Linked DNA regions of Mus musculus: regions 1, 2, 3, 4, 5 and 7 are each linked to region 6. A link is a contact called in public HiCAR-type, HiChIP or PLAC-seq, Micro-C and promoter capture Hi-C data. All regions are on one chromosome and are shown on one strand. Each heading gives the region's core, a stretch centred on a gene start, on an enhancer-like site or on the middle of the called end of the contact. The rest is flanking DNA. Distances are from core to core; before and after follow the strand shown. Region 1 has its middle 16 kb from the start of Gm11412. Region 2 overlaps Ttc39b (tetratricopeptide repeat domain 39B). Region 3 has its middle 72 kb from the start of Gm11412. Region 4 has its middle 21 kb from the start of Gm11412. Region 5 holds the start of Snapc3 (small nuclear RNA activating complex, polypeptide 3). Region 6 holds the start of Nfib (nuclear factor I/B). Region 7 holds the start of Ttc39b (tetratricopeptide repeat domain 39B).

Region 1 (3,051 bases), core at 244-2,743, 780 kb after region 6:
GAAGAGATTGAACTCAGAGGAAATGAAGGATTTAATGGAGAGAGAGAGAGAGAGAGAGAGAGAGAGAGAGAGAGAGAGAGAGAGAGAGAGAGAGAGAGAGAATTTCAAGTTTCAAGTAGATAGTGAGTGTGCGGTCAGTTAAATGGCATTCCCTGATTTCCCTGCCTTAGTCACCCGATGAGAGACTGCTGAGGCACAAATCCAAAGCAGCATATTGAGATCTGTCAAAAATTCCAAAGAAGGCCAGAGACATGGATCTCTACATAAAGACACTGGCCACCGATTCCTAAGATCTGAGTTCAAACCAGAAATTCATTTGGTGAAATATGAGAATCAACTCCTGCACATTGTCACCCACCCCATATCTCTCTCTGTCTCTCTGTCTCTGTCTCTGTCTCTGTCTCTCTGTCTCTCTGTCTCTCTCTGTCTGTCTGTCTCTCTCTCTCTCTCTCACACACACACACACAAACACACACACCATATACAAACAAATAATTTTTTTTAAAAAGAAACTTATTGTAATCTGGTCTCTACACCTCTAGGACTCTGTAATGCTTCCTTGTAAGAAAACTTTGAGGTTCCAGAATTTGGAAGATATCTTTTAAACATTAGCTAAAATATATTTTCATGGGTTTTTTTGTCACTGGATTTAAAAAAAAACAAAAACAAAACAAAACAGGAAAACGTTAGACAAACATGATAGTGTCTTGTGTTCCAGACAGACTTTCTGGAAAGTTGTGACTTTCACAAATCTAAAACAACAGCAACGAGGAAAAAAAAATAGTAACAATTTCTAGTCTCAAGCCAGGCTCCCTTAGTCAGCTGTCTATTTTTCTTGCCACCCAGATACTAAAGCGTTTGGCACCCGTGGGATCTTAGTATTTGGATCTGGAAGGGAAGCTCTCCCACCCTGGTTTTATCTGTAGACTGGATAAAGGTTTGGGATTTAGCAATAGGCTCTGCAAGCTCAGCTTGTGAAAATCACATTCTTTATCAACTCCCCAGATGGTTTAGATCATTAAAAACACAACAAAACAAAACAAAAGCCCTTCAGAGTGTACACTGTGAAGATATTCTCTAATTTCCAAGAAAAATAAATATATGTGGAATTTCTCACAGATTTCTCACACTTTCTCAGTACACAGCCTGAACCGCTGTGGTGAGTGGGAACTTAAAGCCACCGGGTTTGGTTTTTTTTTTTTTTTTTTTTTTTTTTTTTTTTTTTTAAACTGCAAAGCCTTGTGCTGAATACTTAACTTCCAGCAGCTCCTTTGCCTTTCCAGCTTGTCCGTCAGCCTCCGACTCTCAGTCAGTATTTATCTCTTGGGGGCTTAGCTTTAAACTGAAAAGTGTATGTCTTTATTCAGTGAATTTGGGGCAACGGCCTCTCAGTAAGCAACAAAAACAAAAAGGCTGTTTCAAGTCGAAGAGACTTCAAGAAAGCACCCCACCATCTGCCAAGGCCTGAGAAGGGCGCTGTGGGCCAACCACTCTTTACTGAACAGAAGAAACAGTCCCATCCTTTACATGTTCCGCACATCCTGGATCAAAATATAATGATCCCAGCAAAGAGATGGAGTAAAATGGATGCACCCACAATCAAGGGGTGCATCTATTAGAGGGCCCGACCACTGCTTAGTCGGCCTCATTGACTCTGATGTGGAAGTAAAACTGGGGGGCAGACGAAAGTGGGGCTGGAGGGAGAAGGGGGTCTTTCTAAGCGGGCATGCACCAGTGGGTAATGGCTGGCATTTGCAGAGCTGCATGGCAGGGGAGCTTTCAGCGGTTTGCCACTGCCAGCTGATGTCTCTGGCAACATCAGTGCCAAGAAGCCAAAAATGAAGCAGGTGCAGGGGCAGAGGAACTGAGTGCGGGGGGACGAGAGGGGGGTTTCAGAACAGAACTTCTGTTGTTAAAAAATTGCTTGCCTTCATTATAACCGAAACAATGGTTCACTTTGACTCCGGTAACATTTTCAGTCCGCTGGAGTCCTGCACACACACTTAAGACAAGCCTCTTACATTTATGCACAGGACTAAGAGACTGTTTTGTTTGTCACTTTCCAAAGCTGTGGATTGTCTGTGAGCCTGCTGAAGTCCTCTGAGAGCAGCTTTCCTTGCAAAGCCAGGAGCGTCTGCTTTGGAAAGTACCCCTTCCTCCCCTCCCTCTCAGAGTGCCCCCTCTTCAGAAACTCCCACTTCTACAGAACCAGGGCCTGGGAACAGGGGGCTGCTCCTGAACTCTGGGCACATCTTTGCCGGGCACTGTGGCCAGCCAGCTCAGCACACTCAACACCTAGATGCTGCTTTCTGATGAGAAAACAGAAGGACACAGTGTTGCTCGCAATTTACATTTCTCTCAAAAGCTCTGTGTGCCAGCAACATTATTCCCCAAGCCCCGGCACAAATGACAGCAGGGAAAAGACAATGGGTGAGCAAACTGGAAAAGGACTAGTGGTTCAGAATCAGGGACCAACAGAGGGCAGGAAGGAAGGCGTGCCACCCGCACATTAAAACTCCAGGATAAAGCCCTGAGCCATCTGCTGCCTGTTGCCCTGGCTCTACCGCTCCTGGCGTGGACATCAGTGGCCACCTCCCATGCTGCAGAATGCTAAAGCCCTGTCTCACTAAGATAGGACAAAACCTGACTGCAATAGGCTTCCTGCCCCTACCCGGAGAAGCTCAGAGCCTGAGAAAAGGGTGATATGGATGATCTGTTGGGTGAAAATGCACTTGGAGCTTTTTTATAGATACCAATGCAGTGGGAGAAATAGAAAGTTTGGGTTTTTTTGTACTATTTGAGAAGACACAGAAATGGCAACGCTGGCCTCCCAGCCAGATGTTCTGTGTGAACTACAAAGAGTTTAATTTATCACAAGAATTTTTAGCATTATTTGATATGGATTGAATTATGTATAGTAGCCCCTTGGAGCTAGGTTTGCTTCATCAGCAGTAATTGTGGATGATTGACTATCATTCTGTCTTTCCCAAATCACATGGATAGGATATCCTGTCCATGGGCTACTACCCATAATTCAATCCATATCATAGA
Region 2 (3,263 bases), core at 506-3,005, 730 kb before region 6:
AGGTTGGCCAACCACACAAAGGGCTCAGCCTAGCGCACTCGGAGGCACGCTCAGCCTTGGTCGGCATGTGGTATTAATTTCTGTACCGTTTCCTTTGGAAGTCTAAACAAATCCATCATGTACCCAGAAGTTGGCAGCAGATCCACTTTGTCTATCCTTGCAGTTAATTTGTGTGGCGACATTATATAGCAAACAGAATCAGTTACATGAAGGGATTGCAGTCTGGTGGCCTTTCACGTTTCAGTCAGCTTCCACGTTTCCTGCTTGGTGCGATCCAGCAAGTTTCTAAAATACGCAGCGTAGATATTTTTGTAGTTCTTAAGCTTCCTTCTTTCTTGGCCTGCCCACAGTTAGGACACTCAGCCCCTCACTGTGCTGCACATACACTTGGGCATCGTTACCATGATTGAAAAAAAAAAAAAACAAAAAAACCCCACTTTTCAAACAGTATCATTTCTCTATGTGTGTGTGGTTGTCAGAGGACATTTGTGACACTGGTACTTTTCTTCTACCATGTGGGTCCTTGGGATCAAACCCAGGTCATCACCCTTAGTGGCAGTCGCCTTCACCGGCAAAGCCGTATCGCCTGTCTTGTTGCAGTGATATATATATATTTTTAAATTCCAATTGAAGATGGAAACTATTGAAATCTTCCTCTTTCATGAGACTTTGAATCATGACAGGGAGTGATCATGTGACGACAGTGTACTATGGTCAGAGGAGTCTGTGGTTTTGCTTCTGAGGTTTGTGTCGGATGTGGGATATAAACCCCTCTGTCAAATTGCTAACTTAAGATCCCCACAGAGTGACTTTACTGGTTTTTCAATGGTAGTTGTCTGTGGCACCTCAAAAACCATAATTCACTGAGCAAGCAGATGTTGTCACGACACAAACTGTCAGAAAACTACTTCTCAAAGTTCAATAGGATACACAGCAGTGACACTAAAATCCAGTGTCCTGTGTGGGTCTTAAGGCTTTGGGCTAAGGGCCGACTGACCTTTTCGTAGACATCTCTGAGAGAAGCATGGGTTGGGTGTAGGGAAAGGTAGCTCTAAGTAGTGGGAAAGGTTAGAGGTGTTGGCATCCGTGGGCTTTCTAGTGACGTGTCAGCACTTGATAGTTAGAAGTGAATCTCAAATGTTTAAACACTTAGAAGTGAAGTGAGCCCCTTCTAGCTGGGTGAGTGGCACTGTTAACCTCTAATAGGTGAGGGCTTTATAAGCTGAAACACCAGCACATGTCACTGGTGAGGTCTGAGCCTTGACCCTGAAGCATGAGCCTTTCAATCTGGGGACGTTCAGAGTCTGCTCAGTTCCCTTCACCACCCCTCCACACTGTCACAGCCTGAGACGTGTAAATTAGCAGTCTGTCTTGGAATAGCTTCTTCACATGTCACCCGCAAAAGAAAAAAAGCAGGAAAGCCCTCACGCATGGAGCGCATGGCATGGCTACCTTTGTCACACAGCCACCGCCCCATTCGATGCGACTCACTCTGCCTCATACGCCCAAACTGAGCTGGAGACAGGGGTCCGGGTGGGGAAGGAAGGCCCTGACATTCTAGGAGCATGGGGGTTCGTGGGGGCTTGGGGTGCCTCGCCCACGTTTCGGAACCATTTCACGGCATAACTTCCCCCCAAAAGAACATAACCTGGGAGAACTGCTAGGTTGTAAACATAATGATCTGGAAGAGAGGTTTCTGCTTCCTGCATTTTGAACGGGTGGGAGGCCATCTGCTTCTCCATATGGAAGCGCTATCCTCTCCTGCACGGGTGCCAGCAGAGTTAGAAGCCAAAACCACAGGAGGAGACAGCCTGGCTCCTCCCTTCACCTCTGAGAGAATTAATGGAGCTCATTCTTTATGTAGAGTTCAGATTTCCTGTCGTAGCTAAGGCCACAGGATTCAGGATGACCACCTGAAAACTCTGCCTGTGAACACAGCGTAAGAAATGCTGGTGATTGAGAGAGTTCAATGCTCTTCTCAGCAAGGGTTTGCAGTGTGTCGTGAGTTAACAAACGTGTTTGTGAATGGTCCCCTTAAAGCCCAACATCAGTTAGTTTTCCTCTCAGTTCGGAGTTTTTTGAAAGCATTTTTGGACTGGAGGTGCAGGGCAGCCCAGAGTGTCTGCCTCGTAAAGATGGGGCTCTAGCATCCATCGCAGACACCATGCAAACAATGAGCTTTCCCCCTTCCGTCTATGCTTCTTGTTTTAAGACTTTACTGACTACTCTGTGGATGATGAATGCTTGGTGAAATTACTGAAAGGATGCTGCCTCAAGAACTTGGAGCGGCCCTTGCAAGCTGAGCTGTGTTTCAACCACGTTGTGGAAAGGTAAGAGGCAGCCCGAGGACAGGTGGTGGCTTCAGGGGAATCTGTGGGACAAAGGGGTGCCCCGAGCCTTTAACCTCATGAACAGATCTGCGGTTTGTTTGGAATATGGCTTTACGTTATTTCCACTCACTGCTTAAAGATGACTGCTAAATGTAAACTTAGAGCCAGGCTGACAGTCGCTAAGCGTTGGCTGTAAACTACTGAGGCTCTCAAACTCACTTGGTCTCTATCACTTCCTGTGGGGTGTGTGTGTGTGTGTGTGTGTGTGTGTGTGTGAGAGAGAGATGGTGATTTGGCAGGGAAGAGAGGTGAAAATACTGCTCCTTGTTTTTTCCCACAGGACATTTCTTCTGTGTATGGTGATCTTTGTTTTACAGCAATGACAGTACTGTCCTGATACTTTTCAGAGAGTTGGAGCAAGGGTGACTGCCTGTCAGTAAACTGGTGACCACTGTGTTCTAATGGCTGTGACTACTCACTCTGCACAGTGTGGGCCCAGGAGCAGGGCTCCCTACTTCTTTTCATAAAGAACCTGAAAACTGCATCTAATGTCAGGTCTCCTGGGTTTTAAATATTTTGTTCAATATTTTTGAAAAGACTGCAAGCCAAAAAGATAGAGGCCATTCAGTGTGCCACCTGATGCCTTCTTTCCCAGGTCACGTGCCTTCCCATTAACAGCCACTTGGACTCCTCCCTCATGACAGTATTTATGAGAATGTAGGACACGGAATCTTGTTCCCCAATAAGGTAATTTGGTGTATTCGCAGCTCTAGTTTATTGGCATTTTCCTAATGTTCAAGGGCCGGCCACTTGCTGAATTTCACAGGGAATCATTGACTGGTGTGGTTTACAATGTTTGAATTGTGCAGTCACCTTAGGTGGGGTTAAGTTGAAGAGGAGACCTCCTACACCACCCACCTCGGCTTCTGCGCA
Region 3 (3,306 bases), core at 236-2,735, 830 kb after region 6:
TTGCTGATAGAAGAGGGATAACTCAAATGTTGTCAGTTGTGCAATACCAGGTGTAAAGTCCTCGTCCCAGGGCAAGCCTCTTACTGACAGGAGTCAGACAACAAAAACTGGATTGAATAAATTTTTAAAAAGACATGCAGAGGGAGGGAAGAAGGGAAAATGAGAGAGGGAAGGAAGGAAGAAAGAGAGGAAGGGAGAATGGGGGGGGGATTTGAATGGATAGTGGGGTAAGAGAAGAAGATTTGGGAAGAGTTCTTGCAGAGAGGGATGGATTTCTTCAAAACACATTGTTTGAAATGCTCAAAAATTATTTCAAAAATATTTTTAAAAGCCTGTTTGAGAGCATTTGATTAATGCTATCACGTCTGCGTAAATTTTAGTTACAGTATTTTGGGATTGCACAGGTAGCACATTGATAGCACAGTTTTCGTATGATACAACCTTTATTTTCTATAAACAAATAAGAATGGTAGGACTCAGCTCATATTTAGATGAGAAATGGGAAAACTTGACAGCCAACAGAGAAGTATCTGGTCTCAGAGATGTGTGTACTGAGTGCTCAACATGGTTCCAAATAGGAATTAAAATAAAATCCTAGCCATAAGATGATTATGTGTGCAATGATTTGCAACTGCATGCAAGGGGGGGTCTGTGGCAGAAAAGCAGAAGAAACACAACAAGCCAGCTTGCCCTGGTGCTCCAAAGATGGCACAAGATCAAGGAGTCAATGAAAATTCATGAACAATCAAGATATAATGACCAGAATGTTGCTTGCAGCAAGTGACCCTACAGGCTCTAAAAACTTTGGTCAGACAACCCCAGGAGGTATAAAAGATTCAGCTTAAAATTGGTTTCTTTGTTTGTTTGTTTTACTTTGTTTTTGATAAATTCAAAGTAAACACAGTTTTAGCAAAAATCATGTCTGTGTCCTTTAAAAAGCCAATCATGGCCAGGCGTGGTGGCACACGCCTTTAATCCCAGCACTCGGGAGACAGAGGCAGGCGGATTTCTGAGTTCGAGGCCAAACTGGTCTACAAAGTGAGTTCCAAGACAGCCAGGGCTATACACAGAGAAACCCTGTCTCAGGGGGTGGGGGGGGGGGGGAGGAGAAAGCCAATCACAATACAAGTGATGGAGGTAGGTGTGGTTGGTGTCAGGTTTTGCTTGAGCTTCTCTGAGAGCAAATCTCCCTTCTTTCTTTGCATCCTCCCACCTCTTTCCATTCCTCTTCTTGCTATTACAAGATTGTTAAAAATTCCATTTGAATTATTGCTGAGGAGAATTTGAAAAGAGTTGAAAAAAACCAGTGCCCTTGGCTGTTATTTGATAGATGCCTCTGGTTGGCTTGACACCAAGTTCACCAAACTTAAGCAATAATCAGAATCTATGCCGTGTTAATTGGAGAGATATTACTCTTGTGTGGGTGCTGGAATGCAAACAGTACCTGGTGTCTGGAAAATGAAAATAAACAGAGGTAAATGACCAAGCTTATCTTGGCAGGATGTGCAAAACACAGACCAAATGTCTCGCCAATCTGATAGTGTTTGGAGAAGTCCTACATATTTATTCAATGACCAGGAAGGCAGTGAAGGCTCCACATATAGGAAGGAGTAGAAGAAAGAAATAGGAAACAAACTCCTTTCTGCCATGCACACACTTCATGTCAATGGTGCTTGCAGGACATAGAATTGATTAGTCCATGGCCAGAAAGCTCCATAAAATTAAAGTAAACACTTTTGGGGATACATTGTATTCTGTTTGTAGCCTTGTTCCACTAGCATAAGGAGAAACTGCTAGGCAGGATTGGTAGGCAAAGTTGCTTTTTCAATGATTATTAAGTATTATTATTATTATTGTTAATATTTTGGTGTATTGTATGTATGCATGTGCATTTGTAAGTGCATGCCTATAAAACTTTTGGGAGTTGATTGCTTCCTTCTGTGGATTACAGGTATTAAACTCAATCAGACTTGGGCAGGGAGCACTTTTATTGCCCACTATGCCATTTCATTGCTCTAAAAAGAACCGTAAGTTCAACAAATTTATCATGAAATTGATAATGTGAAATCTCAGGGAAAGGCATTGATTTTCTTGCACTCACTTTGCTAATCAGAGAAGAGCTAGACAGAGAACCCAAAAACTGTAACACCCAATCACTTACAAGTATTTTCTACTCATGACCAATGAACCAGTTTCACCTTTCTCTCCTTATATCACTGAAACAGAAACTTCAACACACTGCACAGAGTTCCCAAGTTACTAATCATGGGAAACACCTCTGTATATATTCTTATTCTAAGTGACAATGGACTCAAATGGCATGTATGCAGATGACCTATACTCTATAATCAACTTGCTGGTATGTCCCATTCTGTAGAAGGGGTTCTCCTAAATTCATATGTAGCTTTGCTTCAGGATTTCATGTTGGCATCATATTTTGGCTTCCCTGTTAACCTTACACTAAGATTAAAATGCCACAATGGCAACAAGAAGTAATATTCTCATGACTCTTCAAGTGACAATTTTGACTTTAGTTCAATTTGTAAAAGTCCCCCTCTTTCTGGGAAATTCTTCCAATAGTGCATGTGTGGTGATATATGAAGTTGATCACTTGCTGGTAACAGATGCTGATGGGACAATAAGGACTGCATTTATGTCTTTTGGTCTGTCTTTCTGTGTGTCTGTGACTTCTATCTTACTCAGAGGACTTGTAAGATATAGCTACCTGAACTCTATGGCCACTTAAAGCCTCCATCATTTGTACCTGAGCTACATGGAAACTTCTGCTGCTGGATCAAACTCACTAAGGCTAGCTTTCTAAAGGCATTACTCTCTCCATTCTTATCCATCTCTGCTCAAAATGTCAATGTGGGAAATGTTTTTCCTTCTCTTATGCTCTCCTACAGCAAATATTTTGTTGAGAGCTTTTCCATTTCACTCTTACAGAATGCAAACAAAGCAGCCACAGACACCATACTGCCCTCAGAATCTCTCACATGATTTTTCTTTCTATGTTGCCTTTTCTTCACTTAGAATGATATATTCAGTTGTTTTTGTTCCCTCACACAGCTAAGATTTCACGCATTGCTGACCTGTAGTTCTTCAAGATATGATGAGGTTAGCACAAAGACACATAGTGGCAAAGAGCAGGGGATGCAAGTATGGCCATGTTGGCTCTCATCTGATTGTACAAGCATCATTTTGTCCACATATGAGAGTAACATTTGACCTAATTTGCATGTGCTCTTTGACCTTGCCTGAATTCCTAGGTTTAAGTTTTCAGCACATATGTGGAAATCAAGGCTC
Region 4 (3,173 bases), core at 559-3,058, 740 kb after region 6:
GCATTTTACTTTTGATCAAATGTGGTTCCCAGCACCAACTTGCCATTCATTGGCAGAAATTGGATGATTTACTTAAAACGTTTTCGTTCAGTGCCATGGCAATGAAATGAGAATACCCAAGTATTTGTATTTGGTTTTAACCTAAAGATCAGAACACTTAATAGTTCAATTTGAGCTGCAAATTCTTAAAACAGCAATAAGGAATCAAATCCAAAAACAAAAAACAAAAACAAAAACAAAACAAAACAAAACAAAACAAAACAAAACCTAATAAAGAAATGAAACTCAAGAAGAACAAAGACCAAAGTGTGGACACTTTGCCCTTCTTAGAAATGGGAACAAAACACCCATGGAAGGAGTTACAGAGACAAAATTTGGAGCTGTGACGAAAGGATGGGCCATCTAGTGATTGCCATATCCAGTGATCCATCCCATAATCAGCTTCCAAACGCTGACACCATTGCATACACTAGCAAGATTTTGCTGAAAGCACCCAGATATAGTTGTCTCTTGTGAGACTATGCCGGGCCTAGCAAACACAGAAGTGGATGATCACAGTCAGCTATTGGATGGGTCACAGGGCCCCCAATAGAGGAGCTAGAGAAAGTACCCAAGGAGCTAAAGGGATCTGCAACCCTATATGTGGAACAACAATATGAACTAACCAGTACCCCGGAGCTCTTGTCTCTAGCTGCATATGTATCAAAAGATGGCCTAGTCAGCCATCACTGGAAAGAGAGGCCCTTTGGAATTGCCAACTTTATATGCCCCAGTACAGGGGAACGCCAGGGCCAAAAAGGGGGAGTGGGTGGGTAGGGGATTGTGGGGGTGGGTATGGGGGACTTTTGGGATAGCATTGGAAATGTAAATGAGGAAAATATCTAATTAAAAAAAACTCCCAAAAAAAAGAAATGAAACTATATTTTTAATTACTTTAAAAAATGTGCTAGCTTTCCAAGTGAACAAATGAATTGTACTTTATATCACATAAGTATGTTTATGACACACACATCTCAAAACATATTTAAATTTTATGCTTGAGTTATAAAATATGTACACATTTGATGAAATTTTTCATTGAGCACATTTTGCAAATTTCAATTTGAAAGTACTCCAGTTGAAAATAAAAAGGGCACAAATAAAACCCAGAAAATTGCAGCAAAGGATGAATCAGGTGGTAATACGTCTGCTAGGAACCACATGCATTTCTTGACCAAAGCTACGAAGGCCATCTCCAGGAGCTTCGACTGCCTCCAGGGCTCCCCTTGCCTAACTCGACTGAATTTTCTCTTTGAATACCACGTGCATCTCCACTACTTCAGGGCACCAGTTGTCCAAAAGCTAGAGGTTAGGGAAGGGCAGCTGTGTGTAGAGGTGTGACAGTCACTTTCTGTAACTCACTGCACCACCTTCAGATTCAATGCAACCTTGAAAACTAGCTTGGAGATAGTGTCTCCTTTCATTTTAAATGCCCTGGCCTTTGTCACTTTACACCAGATCCATAACACCATTTTAAGGAGGTTGTGTTGTTTTCTTTCTTTGGAGGCAAGAGGTAGGAAGAACTGACTACTATTTTGAAGCAAACCACTGTTAACCTTGGGGTTCTCCCTACAGTGGACATCCATTCCAGCAGGCGGTCCACTCCTTCAAGACTCAATTTGGAAAAGTGCTTTTAAAAGCCCAGCGTTGGCCTGGCCCTTTTGGTTGGATTTCTGTGGAAATTTTCTTAGTAACCATTTTCAGCTGAGGGAGTTCCCAGACAATTGTAAAGTGGAAGCCCTGCAGGAGGAGGGGAGGGCTGCTCCTGTGCTAATTAAAACAAAGGCTGCTTGTGTAAGCGGGCCGGCCTGCTGCACAGGGCTCACAATGCAGGGGCCTCCCAGGCACCAGCTCCTAAATCCGCCGGGACTTTCATTTCTAAATACAACTAAAGGAATGCTCCTTTGTGCATTCTATTTTCCTTGCCAAAGTGGAAGAAGGTGAAGCTGTCCAATGTTTGCTTTTGAATGTGGTGTGCCCAGCCGCAAGGCAAAGCTGTCCTCACCAAAAGCAGGGCAGCCTAGGGTCGCTTCCCAGTACAAGTGAGCTGCTAGGAGTTCTTGCAGATGGATACCTGGCTCCACTGGAATTTGCTGTCACTCTGAACTCAGGTGTTTAAGCAGAGATGGCCTTGTCATTCGTCTCAACAGCGGACAGGCTTCAGATCAGACCTGGCCTCAGCAAACTCCCCTATGCTCCGGGTGCCTACAGCAAAGTAAAAATCCCGGTGCCCCGTGAAAAAAAAGAAATGAAGACATGCCTGTGCTTTGTCTTCCAGACTTCAGAAGCTTCCCCTGTTCCGTAGGTCACATGGACTTTATTTCAAGCCTGCCCTTCAGTGTAGTCGTCCCTTTACAGCTTTAATGGCTGTTCTGTTTCCTTGTCCATGATTATTTTACAAGCCCTTTTGCAACTTGACATGCTTTGACACAGCCTGTAGAAATGTAGCGTTGTACCCGATAGTACAGTAAGTCCAATGCCAAAGAAAATGGCTCGGGAAGGGAGCAGGGGGCCACAACACTTGAAAAGAAGAATCTTGGGCAAGACAGTCAACGTTCTTGTGACTTTCTGGAGTTTTCCAGTGTGAGTATCTACAGAGTTGAATGCCAAATTTGATTTCAAAGTTTTACAAGGTTTCATTCCGGCTAAACTAATACTTGGCTAGGTCTCCTCCCTCCCTCTCTCTTCACCCTCTCCCTCCCTCCTTCCCTCCCTCCCCTTCCTCCTGCCTCTTCATCTTTCTTTCCTCCCTTAGTCCCTCACTACTTCATCCCTCACTACCTACCTCCCTCTCAAAGCAGGCTTGAAAGACAAGGTACAGCATCCGTTTCCAATTAAAAGAATAAAAAATTTTAAATGTCTCCCTCTGGGCCTGGTGCTGAGCCAGGTGAGAAAATGGTGGGTGTGGTTGCTGAGAAAGCAGGGAGGTGAAAATCCTCCACTGCTTGAAGTCACTTTATACTTGAGAGGGCTCTCCTCCCTGTCCCATTAAAAAACAAAACAAAACCCCTAAAGCTGTGATATCTCTTTATTTCATTTGTTTTCTTTAAAATTCATTTCCCTCAAAATGCTGCTAGTTCCCGTGGACCCTGCACTTAACTCCTATTTTCTCTGTATCTCTGACTTTCGTTCAT
Region 5 (3,307 bases), core at 455-2,954, 910 kb before region 6:
TAAGAGCACTGACTGCTCTTCCAGAGGTCCTGAGTTCAATTTCCAGCAACCACATAGCGGCTCACAGCCATCTGTAATGGGATCTGATGCCCTCTTCTGGTGTGTCTGAAGACAGTGACAGTGTACGCATATACATTAAATAAATCTTAAAAAAAAAAAAATATCACCCTAATCCCAAATTACAGAATGGTACTTCTTTTGGAGCTACGTAACTGATGGGTAAATTAGCACAGTATCTGTGATTTACTGAATGGAAGAGCCTGGGGAAACACACACAACTGTATCCCATAGCCACAGAGCCACAGAGCCACAGAGCCACAGAGCCACAGAGCCAAAGAAAGGATGTCCAAATGTTTAAAACAACAACAACCACCACCACAACAACAACCAGTCATCAATTATCATTGAACTCACTAGGTAGCTAAGGCTAACCTCTAACTTACATCAGTTTTGACTCAGCCTCCCGAGGGCTGGGATTACAGCCAAAAGCCAGGACACCAAACTAATGGTTGAATTTTAAGTGGTGGAGTAAAACATTCAGAGTGTTCAGATAAACAGCAGAAAGACTAACTGTAGTTTAGTGGTAGGTCGTGTTTCATCTCCAGCACCAAAACAAATAGCATATAACAAAACAAAACTCATACCATAAAGTCACTAGGTCAGTGTTCTCTGGGATGACTTCCGGGTCTTCATCTTCCCCGAGGCATCTCAGTTTATCAAGGCTTAGAGAAAGGGAGGTTGGGAAAGGGAGAAAGGAAAAGCAACGATTTATGATCAGCCATGCATTTTTCAACAGCGGGTCAGAGCTTGTCCTAAATACATCATTGAATAATTAAGTCTTATGAAATCCAGCAGGCAGCTCAAAAGAGGCCAGAATTCAAGACAATGGTTTTTGTGCCAGTGTTATACCGAAAAGGGTGTATGTTCATTTGAGGACAGCCAGTACTGTCAAAAGGAGAAGGACCGCTACAAGTTAGTTTTTGTATTTCTATTTCCAGGTAAGAAACTTTTAGGGAAATTTTAGTAATAACATTTTCATGAGGACCGCTAGAAACCACGGTTAATAAAGGTTTCAACCCGGCTCTGTTTAAGTCTCCTCCATCCTCAGGTACTTCCATTGTCCAAATATCAATGACAGATATATACCGCTGTTACTTCAACAAGCACTTTAAAGATCAAGAATAGAAGTCTTTCGTGCATTTGTAGTGTCCCGTTACTGGATCCACCCCTCAGGAAAGTGCTTTTGGACCCAAGGATCTCTTCCGGCCTTCCGGAAAGGGTTTAGGGGGACGAAGGTTAAGGGTCTCCGAGAAGCGCAGGGACGAGGCTGAGCCCTGCGGGATCCACGCAAAACCCCGAAGCCGCACACTCACCCGCACACGACCCTCAGCTCTGCTGCTGCCTCCAGACTGCAGCCCAGATCGCTGGCTACTGCAGCATCCTCAAAGCCGTCGTTGGATGCCCCTCCGTCGGTCGGCTGCTCGGCTGCCTGCGGTTCGCTCAGCGACAAATCCTGGGCCCCTAGCCGGCCACGCCATAGCTCCCCAAAGGAGCCCACATGGAACACGCGCGTGTGCAACTCGGGAAGCTCGTATTCCGGAAAGCTGCTGTGGCTCGCACTGGGGACTGGGTGCTGTGGGCCACCCGCACCGCCGCCCTGCAGGTCCTCCGCCATGTCAGCCACGATCCCTTCCGGCAAAAGCTGGCGAGAGGGCGTCGCGGGGCGTGACGGGATTTGTAGTTTTGCAGAGCTCCGGGGTGGCGGGCGGTTGCGCGAGCTGTGCTTCAGAAACTACATTTCCCAGCAGGCTGGCTACCGCCTGGGCGCGGCTCGGTCGCTGTGGGCCGGGCTGGATGCATTGTTCTCTGGACTTGTCCGAGGGCTGTGCGGCTCGCTGTGTTCCGAGCTGATCTGGTATTGGGACCCACAATTACCTAAAGACTCAATCATTGGGTCCCCATCTCATAGTTTTCTCAAATCTGGTTCGTAGGGGCGGGACTTTTGTCCACTGGTTTTGCGAGCTGCTCTGCGGTTCCTCCTATCCTAGAGAGAATCCTGAAGGACAAGGGGCACTGAGACTGGTTCGTCCAGAATCTTCTGAAAGGCACGGTGTGTGTTTGTATGCGTGCCTTTGTATACCTACCTGCACGATAGAGCTTATCGAACGTCGGCTATGCAACACACAAATTCATTCTTAGCCATATGTATATATTTTGAAAAGTCACCACTTTTCCGGGGAGAGAGCCGAATGTGATTGTTAAAGGAGTAAACCGGTAAACTAGGAAATGGAAGTAGCTTGAAACCCAGTGAGCCTAGATGTTTCTGAAGCTTGGCCATCGCTCAGCTGTTCCAAATATCATAGCAGGGTGTGCTGAACAATCCCTGGCTTGTATGATTGTCCTGTGACACATGTTGTATAATTCAGCCATTGGAACTATTCCTTTAGTGGCTTTTAGTATATTCACAATGGGGCAACCATTAGTTTAAGAACATTTTCACCACTCGTGAAAAGGTTGCTTTTAGTTATGACTCCCAATCCTTCCAACTTTAGCCAACACTTTTCAGGCTTTACGTCTGTAAAGGTTTGCTATCTGGGCTTTTTGAAATAGGATATCACTACGTAGAACAGTCTAGCCTTGAATTCACAGCCGCTTCTGCCTCCTGAGTCCTGGGATTAAAGGTATGTCCCACCACACCCAGTTTATTTTCTACATGTAATATAAATGTAATCATATATGACCTTTACAATAGGTTTCTATAATATTGTACAATATTTTTACTTTGCAGCAAATTTCAGTACTTCATCCCCCCCCCCTTTTTGGTTGAATTTAATTGTATTGCATGGATATTATATATTTTATTTATTGAAACTCATTGGATGGACTGGGCTGCAGCTCAACTGATAAAATACTTGGCTCACATGCATGAAGTCCTGGGATCAATAATCCCAGCACTTGCAAGGGAGAGGCAGGAGGACCAGAAGTTCAAGGTCATAATCACCTTCAGAGGGAGTTTGAAGCAAGCCTGGGATACAGGAATTCCTGTCTCCTAAACAACAAGCAGGACTGGAGAGATGTCTCTCAGTGGCTAAAGAGCTTCAGCTTCTCTTCCAGAGGACCTGGGTTCGGTTCCCAGCACCCGTGTGGCAGTTCTCAGTGGTCTATAACTCCAGTTCCAGGGCCTCTTCTGACCTCTTTGGGTACCAGGCATGCAATAGTGCACAGACAATATGGGCAAAACACCATGACCAAAGCAACTTGGCTTCCATATCACAGGCCATCAGCAAAGGAAGTCAGGACAAGACTC
Region 6 (3,336 bases), core at 662-3,161:
GTCCCCGCCCCCTCCCGCAGATTCTGGGGAGGGTGAGAAAAGGGATGCAGCTCACTACAAAGTGATGCTTTGGGATTGTTCGTTTTTATTCCCCCCCTCTTCCCGTCCCGTCTTTCTTTTAAAAGTTAAGATGAGGTTGCCTAAAATTTATGAGAGAAGTGAGTATTTATTTGGATTAACCCCGACTGTCACCTCCTTTCATCTATAAAGACTGTCAACTTTGTCCCAGCTTTTCAAGAAGAAGAAATGACCAGTACAAAAGAAATTAACGTTGTCAGAACGCTAACTAGAGGATTTGCCTAGCGGGGGCACGGAGGCCGCTCCCCGTGGCGCGTGCCCTAAAGGGTTAACTCGCCCCGGTTCTCACAGTTTCCCCCGACTTTACCTGTCCTCCTAGACCCGCCGCCCTCCCCGCCTCCCCACCCCCTGCGCCTTTCTTCACCAGGCTCTTGGTTTACAGGGGCTGCAGCTGGTAGACTTGGCAAGCTCGCCTCATTAAGAGCGCTTTTTGAAAACGGACTGTGTTTGAGCATTTCCCTAATGAGGACAGGACGGGGTTAAAAAGTGACCATTTCATGGTTGACTTGAACCTGCCTACTTTTCTTGATGTGTCGTTGTGAAATGCTTGATGTGGGTAACTTCCACTTGGGGAAGGAAAAAGTCACTGGTTCTTTCAGGTCCGCTGGGGGAGGGCACGGTGGTCAGGAGTGCGAGGACTGGAGAAAGTTGAGGGGGGGAAAGTCCAGGACGCGGGGTGGGAGCGGGAGGCCGCGGGGGGCCTGGAAACGCTCGGCGGCCCCAAGCTAGGGCGACATGGAGCCCCGGGCGCTCACTTTTCTTTCTCCATTGTCTGGGGCAGCCTTTGATTCCTCCATTTCCCCACCCACCCCTAGCGGAAACCCGGAATTTGGGGGGCGGTGTGTGTGGGAGAGAGTGCCCGCGCGAAAGGGGGTGCTGGCCGGTCGCCTCCAGGGTCCCGGGAATCAAGTTCATTCACTCGGCGGGGGGCGGGGCGGGGAGCCGGCGGGAGCCGCCGGGGAGACCCGCAGCCGCACACGCACCCCGCGCGCTCCCGCCCCGCAGCCTCGGGCGCGCCGCGGCCCCGCCCTGCCCGCACCCCCGCGGGAAGGGAGCCGCTTTCCGCCGGCGCCCCGGGCTCTGGGGGTGGGGATTGGGACGCGGCCAGCGCGGCAGGAGGAGGAGGAGAGGAGGGGCGAGCGGTGGCGCGGCCTTCCCGCTCCGAGCGCGGCCACGTGCACCGGGCGCCGGGGGAGGGCGGGCCGCTGCGGCGAGGCTCGGGGGACCCTGGGGACCCCGGCGCCCCTCTCCGATCGCCAGTGCGAGCTCCGGGCTGGGCTGCCCGCCGCGCCCCGGGCTCCGCGCCCGTCCGCTGCAACTCCAGGAGGCCAAGTTCACTCTGGCCCCCGCCTCCACCCTCCCTCTCCCTCCAGCCGCCTGGGGTGCTAGAGTCGGCGCCCTAGCCCCGGCTCGGGGCGGCCTGGGTGTGAGGGAATTTTCCATTCGTTTCTTTCTTGGGCCCAGGCCGGTTCAGGGCTTCTCCCCTTAGGATGTTCTCGCGTCTTGAGCGTCTGCAGCGAGCAGTGAAATAACCTCTCCCTGGGCGGGTTTTCGGGGGTAAACGAAGAGTGGCAGAGAGAAGAGCTATTTTTGAAAAAAGAAAAAAGAAAAGAAAAGAAAAGAAAAGTCCCAATACTGTGGCACCGGTCTGATACCTTTAACAAATGAGGGGGAGAGACGCGAGGGCTGGGGGAGGCGCGCGGGAGGAGGAGGAAGGTGGGGGGCGGGGGGTGTGGAGAGGCTGGTGCAAAAGGAACGCGCGTTTGCAGGAGGAGGAGGAGTAAAGCGGTGATTGTGTAATTAAATAATAAAACAATCCTTAAGTCTGATTTGGAGAGAGCTCGAGCGGGGTCCAGAGGGTGGAACCGGTGAATCTTTCAACTTGCAAGTTTTTCAAGGAAAGAAAGCGAGAGAGGGAGGGGGAATAGAGCCCAGGACAGAAAAGAGGAGTTTGCAGCCAAGCGGGATCGATCGTTTGGGATTTTTTTCAGGAGGTCCTTCCGATCCTTTCCGTGGGCTGTGGCCAGCGGCACCGGCAGCGGAGTCCACGCGCGGCGGGTCAGACCCGGGGCGAAGCGGGCGGGCGGCGGTGCGGCGGGGCAGGAGCGCAGCAAAGGCTTTTCCGCCCGGGAGCTCCGCGCCTGCGCCCCCTCCCTCACCCCGGCCTCTCCCTGCTCCCCCCCACCCCCACCCCCACCCGGCCCTCTCCTGCGCGCGCCCCGCCACCCGCGCGCACTCGCTTGCGCTCCCCCTCGCGCACACACGTGGTCGGCTCGCAGCAAAGTTTCGCCTGCGATCGCCACTCCCGGATCCTGCTGCAGTGTTGGCGGCGGTAACCTTGAACTTTACCAGCGCGGTGACACATTCTCCTCGCTTTCCCCACCGCCTGGCCTCCTGCGCCCCCCTCCCCGCCTTTTTTTAAAAAAAACATTTCACCACCCACCATCACCCCAATCCAACCCACACCGAACCCTCGCGCACCCCAACCCCCAACAACAAACAACAACAACAACAACTGCAAAACAGAAAACAAATCCCCTAAACCAGGCGACCAGCAGCCTGCACCAGCGGCGGCAGCCTCGGAGAGCTCGGCCGGCGCGCGCGAACCGCAAGAGGGTTAAAAGTGTAGATTGGATTTCACCCCGGGAAATCTAGCTCGCCGAGTGAACTTGAATCTTTGGCTATTTAAGGAGGACTGGGTTTGTTGCGAAGTTGCGGTGAACCGGCGCAGTGCCCCGTCCTGATTGATCGCATCGCTGGGCTCAGATGACTGTAAAATGAATAGATGAAATCCTTGCTTCTGGAAGATTTTCTTGGGCATCTCCGGGAAAGTGCGTTTTAAGGCGAAGTCATGATGTATTCTCCCATCTGTCTCACTCAGGTACTTATCTTGGTCGCTTTCTCGAGCTTTCTCTGGCCCCAGACGCCTTTGTTGTGTCTTCTTGCTCTTGTGCTGCAGACCCTCAAAGGCTTTGCCTAACCTTGGCACACCCTGGTCTTCCCCGAGAAGTAGTGCGGAGTTGCGGTGGGCTGTGCGGGCGGCGTGGGACCACGGCTGCCGTGTGCGCCCATCCCAGCGCCCGAGCGGGGAGAGCCGGCACCGGGCGGGCGAGGCTGCTGGGGGTGGGCAGGGCCGAGACCTGCGGCCGTGAGCCCCTGTCCGCCCCTAAGGAGATTGCGGCGAAGGCAGCGGCGGCGGTGGTGGCCGCGGCGGCACCCTCACTCCCTGGCCGGTGCGCGTGGGGCGGACTCCGGCTT
Region 7 (3,006 bases), core at 116-2,615, 820 kb before region 6:
TATCAAGGATGCCATGGTGACTCCTGGGAAATGTGTGTTAATAGGCCTCCTCTCAGCTAGTCTCCTGAAATCCACAGGGAGAAAAGAAGGTTGGCTGTAGTCACAGAGAGACCGGCTATTAGCCAGGTGCTGCCGCCAGACTGCGTTTCTGATTCTGGCATCACTGTTTTACTTAGCAGCCTGACCCTAGGAAAGTGACTTAAACTCTTACTAAACAGTGTCCCTCTTCCTATGAGAATAAGTGAGACAAAACATACAAGGGCCCCAGCATAGTCCTAGTACACGATTAGTTCTCAATTACAATTAGTTTCCTGTTTTTATGTTTACAGACCGATAAGCCGTATTTCATAAATCAGATAGATACTGAGTATGTAAATGACTGCATACAACAAAGTGGGGAGAGATGGGGTGATAGCAACGATAGAAGTTTGGTGTCTGGGGACACCACAGAACAGGGATAGGACATTTTTGGGATGCTCTATATGAGTGGGGTGTCTTGTAACATTTGTTACCAAATTACACCGTTAGGGGAGTTTAAAATAAAACTGACTCTCAACCCTAAATATTTATAGTTTTAACTTTTTTTTTCCCAGTTGGATAGCTCAGTTATTTTGCAAGTCAGAAACAGGAATCAATTTCTAAATACAGTCAAAAAACATTGTTCTAGGTTCTAGGGATATAGCATAGAAAAAGACAGCATCCTTATCCTCATGGATAATTGAAGCACAAATTATGTCTATTTGGATTTACAGAAGGCTGAGTGAGAGATGGTGTAGCAATAAAAACCTGGACCGTGCTGGGAGATGTACAGGGCTCTGAGTTACACCGAAGCCGTTACTTCGCAAACACAGAGGCAAAACAGAGCTCCTATCTCTTGGAGAGGATGTTCTTGACACAGCGACTTGGGCATGTGATGTGTCAGATGCCTCTAGGTGACCAGTGACCCATAGCTGTCCTCTAGCTGCATCTGTCAGATGCTCTGTCCTCTGGGCGAAGTAAACGCTCTGGTTCCAGACCAAGGACCAGGTGGACCACTAGCCACAGAGGGAGCGCAGCCACGACCTTGGGTTGTCAGCTCTGCGCGCTCCAGTCACGGCGCCAGGCTCCTGCCAATCCTCTAGGGAGGCCAGTACCCCAGAGGTCCTTTTCCCGAGCACCCGCTGACTCTGTGGGTGACTCCTCCCCACGGAACCTGGTTGGCTGCTCTCTAAGGAGGCCGCGTGCCGGGGCGGGGCTATCCGGCGAGGGGGCGGGGCATTAGCCTGGCATCCGCTGGGGTACTGGGTGCGCAGTGGATACCGCGGCGCCGGGGGCGGGGACAGCTCGGTCCGGTCGCTCGGGGCCGCCTGGTTCCTCCTCCACCCGTGCTGGGCTGAACCCAGAGCCAGAAAAGAGTCGGTTCTGAGTTCCCTGTGGGTGTGCGGCCGCCGCGGAGGGGAACATGGCGCTCGTGGGCAGCCGAGTGGAATTGGACGCGGACGAGGTGCGAGGACAGGCAGAGCGGGCTGGTCCGGGCACCGGCGGGCACCGGCGGGCGTGGGAGGGATGCGGAGCCTCCGCTGGCACGGAGGGTGGGCAGGGCTGTCCTTCACGCCGAGGAGCGTCCCACGGGGCCAGGCAGAGCAGCCCGGGCCAGCCTGAGCCTCCTTGGACCCTATGGGCTTTTGCGGAACCGTTCTGGACTCGACTTCTGTGTCGCTTTCTGTGGAAGTTCCGCGAGGTGTCCGCCGGGCGGGTGGGGTACGGCTGTCTAGTCACCCCGGGACCGAGGGCCGGAGCCTGAGCCCCGCGGCCGGGAAAGGTCCCTTGTCCAGAATCGCCGGCGGCCTCGCCTCTCTAGGCTACCGAAGTGACCTACCGGGTCCTCGCGCGGCGCCGGGGTCTGAACGCTCCCGGGCGGGGGCGCCCGACCTGTTGATTTCAGCGCTTCCTTCAGCTGCTGCTGGGAGCGCGCGCTCTGCTCTCAAGTTGAGGGTCAGGCTCCTGCCGCCGCCTCTGCTGCCATTTTACCTGACTTGAATTTTACAAGTCGCGGCCTGAGAAAGCCTTGATTTCCAATGATGCAATAGATGGGTGATGTGGAGGAGGCGAGTGAGTTAGGATTCGGTCTTTACTGCCAGAAGATCCTGGTAACGAGTAAATACTGTGCTTTAAATGTTGACATTAAGAACCGATCAAAACCCCAAGGATCAATCTTTATGCTACAGACAGTTAAGGCGGCGAACCAGAGCTTTCTGAGGACCAGCCTTGCGGTGTGGGCCCAAGACCACACACCAGGGAATTAGCGCTTGCCCAGGGGGCATGGATGTGTTGCTGGACCTTCTAAGGACACACAAGGCAAACAATGAGATAGAATATTTGTTACTATTTTCTTCTGTGACAACTTTTATTTATAGCTTTAGGCAGTCTTTTGGCATGGCCTGTTGCCTGCGCTTTTAAATTTTACATTCGTAATCCAGGTAACACACTACTACGGTACTTTGACCATCTACTACTTCCTCAAGAGTTTCTAACGTTCCCTCTTGTGTATACATTAAATAGCCACAGTCTTGGCATGATGGAGGCTGTTGTACAGTCTCAATAGCTTATCCCAGGCTTGTCTCCAGCTGCTTCCCTGTCCATAACCATTTAATCTATTTGTATTGAAAATGAAAGAACAATCCTGAGCCTGGTCTGTAATCTCAGCACTCAGATGGCTGAGTCAGGAGAATCACAAATTCAAGGCTAACCAGGTCTAGACACATAGAAAAATCGACTAGCATGGATATTTTTTTTTCTTCCGTAATAAAGAAAAAAAAAAAAAAACAATCAAGACCCAGAGTAGCTCCTAACTATAGAGTGGTATTTCTGACTCTGGCTCACTGTTGAAGAAATGCAAGCCATAACAGTAGATGTTAAATGGGATTGTCTTGGCATATTGAGATGAAGGTTACTCTGTCAACTGCCAATAAAACAAACTCAAGAGCTCATGTCGAAGTTAGGTATCAGAGCAGCAGACAGCCTGGC

What was found. Promoter capture Hi-C pulls out the DNA fragments that hold promoters and counts their contacts. A called contact is a pair of places that touch in the nucleus more often than the background predicts. HiCAR-type assays count read pairs that join an accessible place to other places. HiChIP or PLAC-seq counts read pairs in DNA pulled down with a chosen protein or histone mark.
Region 1: a contact with region 6 is called in an H3K4me3 HiChIP or PLAC-seq map of neural progenitor cells, with 34 read pairs. The contact joins the enhancer-like site here to the promoter of Nfib in region 6. A contact is called at or near these places in 5 of 39 promoter capture datasets (the 3T3-L1 cell line, the HPC-7 cell line, cranial neural crest and 2 more), 10 of 484 Hi-C or Micro-C datasets (the HL-1 cell line, brain, cerebellar granule neurons and 6 more) and 15 of 115 datasets of contacts at active chromatin or transcription factors (craniofacial prominence, embryonic basal ganglia, embryonic forebrain and 11 more).
Region 2: an H3K4me3 HiChIP or PLAC-seq map of embryonic forebrain shows a contact between it and region 6, with 6 times the contacts expected there. The contact joins the enhancer-like site here to the promoter of Nfib in region 6. A contact is called at or near these places in 2 of 39 promoter capture datasets (embryonic stem cells and hippocampal neurons), 1 of 484 Hi-C or Micro-C datasets (cerebellar granule neurons) and 4 of 115 datasets of contacts at active chromatin or transcription factors (embryonic forebrain, embryonic stem cells and forebrain).
Region 3: a promoter capture Hi-C map of liver shows a contact between it and region 6, with 6 times the contacts expected there. The contact joins the enhancer-like site here to the promoter of Nfib in region 6. A contact is called at or near these places in 9 of 39 promoter capture datasets (the 3T3-L1 cell line, 3T3-L1-derived adipocytes, cranial neural crest and 4 more), 10 of 115 datasets of contacts at active chromatin or transcription factors (cardiomyocytes, craniofacial prominence, embryonic forebrain and 7 more) and 1 of 9 other capture datasets (embryonic stem cells).
Region 4: a HiCAR-type map of astrocytes shows a contact between it and region 6, with 7 times the contacts expected there. The contact joins the enhancer-like site here to the promoter of Nfib in region 6. A contact is called at or near these places in 11 of 39 promoter capture datasets (the 3T3-L1 cell line, the C10 cell line, cranial neural crest and 7 more), 2 of 484 Hi-C or Micro-C datasets (neural progenitor cells and stem cell-derived neurons) and 13 of 115 datasets of contacts at active chromatin or transcription factors (the NIH/3T3 cell line, astrocytes, cardiomyocytes and 8 more).
Region 5: a contact with region 6 is called in an H3K4me3 HiChIP or PLAC-seq map of forebrain, with 3 times the contacts expected there. The contact joins the promoter of Snapc3 here to the promoter of Nfib in region 6. A contact is called at or near these places in 1 of 39 promoter capture datasets (stem cell-derived epiblast-like cells), 1 of 484 Hi-C or Micro-C datasets (embryonic stem cells) and 1 of 115 datasets of contacts at active chromatin or transcription factors (forebrain).
Region 7: a contact with region 6 is called in a Micro-C map of embryonic stem cells, with 2.8 times the contacts expected there. The contact joins the promoter of Ttc39b here to the promoter of Nfib in region 6. A contact is called at or near these places in 4 of 484 Hi-C or Micro-C datasets (all in embryonic stem cells), 2 of 115 datasets of contacts at active chromatin or transcription factors (both in embryonic stem cells) and 1 of 9 other capture datasets (embryonic stem cells).

Annotation. Positions count from the first base shown.
Region 1 is chr4:81,726,348-81,729,398 of GRCm38.p6, reverse strand. No RefSeq gene overlaps it. Among named protein-coding and RNA genes, the nearest start is that of Gm11412, 16 kb to the left of the region's middle. Within about 2 kb of position 1,493, at least 59 of the 459 cell types and tissues checked have an H3K27ac peak or open chromatin away from gene starts, as enhancers often do. A contact at or near this core is called in brain, cerebellar granule neurons, cerebellum and 10 more, where this site is marked.
Region 2 is chr4:83,231,778-83,235,040 of GRCm38.p6, reverse strand. Ttc39b (tetratricopeptide repeat domain 39B) reads left to right here. Exons shown (of 20, transcript NM_027238.2): 18 at 2,213-2,330. Among named protein-coding and RNA genes, the nearest start is that of Gm46887, 47 kb to the right of the region's middle. Within about 2 kb of position 1,755, at least 74 of the 459 cell types and tissues checked have an H3K27ac peak or open chromatin away from gene starts, as enhancers often do. A contact at or near this core is called in cerebellar granule neurons, embryonic forebrain and forebrain, where this site is marked.
Region 3 is chr4:81,670,305-81,673,610 of GRCm38.p6, reverse strand. No RefSeq gene overlaps it. Among named protein-coding and RNA genes, the nearest start is that of Gm11412, 72 kb to the left of the region's middle. Within about 2 kb of position 1,485, at least 4 of the 459 cell types and tissues checked have an H3K27ac peak or open chromatin away from gene starts, as enhancers often do. A contact at or near this core is called in liver, where this site is marked.
Region 4 is chr4:81,763,111-81,766,283 of GRCm38.p6, reverse strand. No RefSeq gene overlaps it. Among named protein-coding and RNA genes, the nearest start is that of Gm11412, 21 kb to the right of the region's middle. Within about 2 kb of position 1,808, at least 69 of the 459 cell types and tissues checked have an H3K27ac peak or open chromatin away from gene starts, as enhancers often do. A contact at or near this core is called in astrocytes, embryonic forebrain, neural progenitor cells and 3 more, where this site is marked.
Region 5 is chr4:83,416,121-83,419,427 of GRCm38.p6, reverse strand. It overlaps Snapc3 (small nuclear RNA activating complex, polypeptide 3), which reads right to left and starts at 1,704. Exons shown (of 9, transcript NM_029949.4): 1 at 1,374-1,704; 2 at 645-722. The coding sequence starts at 1,675.
Region 6 is chr4:82,504,354-82,507,689 of GRCm38.p6, reverse strand. It overlaps Nfib (nuclear factor I/B), which reads left to right and starts at 1,911. Exons shown (of 12, transcript NM_001113209.2): 1 at 1,911-2,959. The coding sequence starts at 2,930.
Region 7 is chr4:83,322,548-83,325,553 of GRCm38.p6, reverse strand. Ttc39b (tetratricopeptide repeat domain 39B) reads left to right here and starts at 1,365. Exons shown (of 20, transcript NM_027238.2): 1 at 1,365-1,483. The coding sequence starts at 1,442. Gm42306 (a long non-coding RNA gene) reads right to left here and starts at 2,784. Exons shown (of 3, transcript XR_881382.3): 1 at 787-2,784; 2 at 1-64.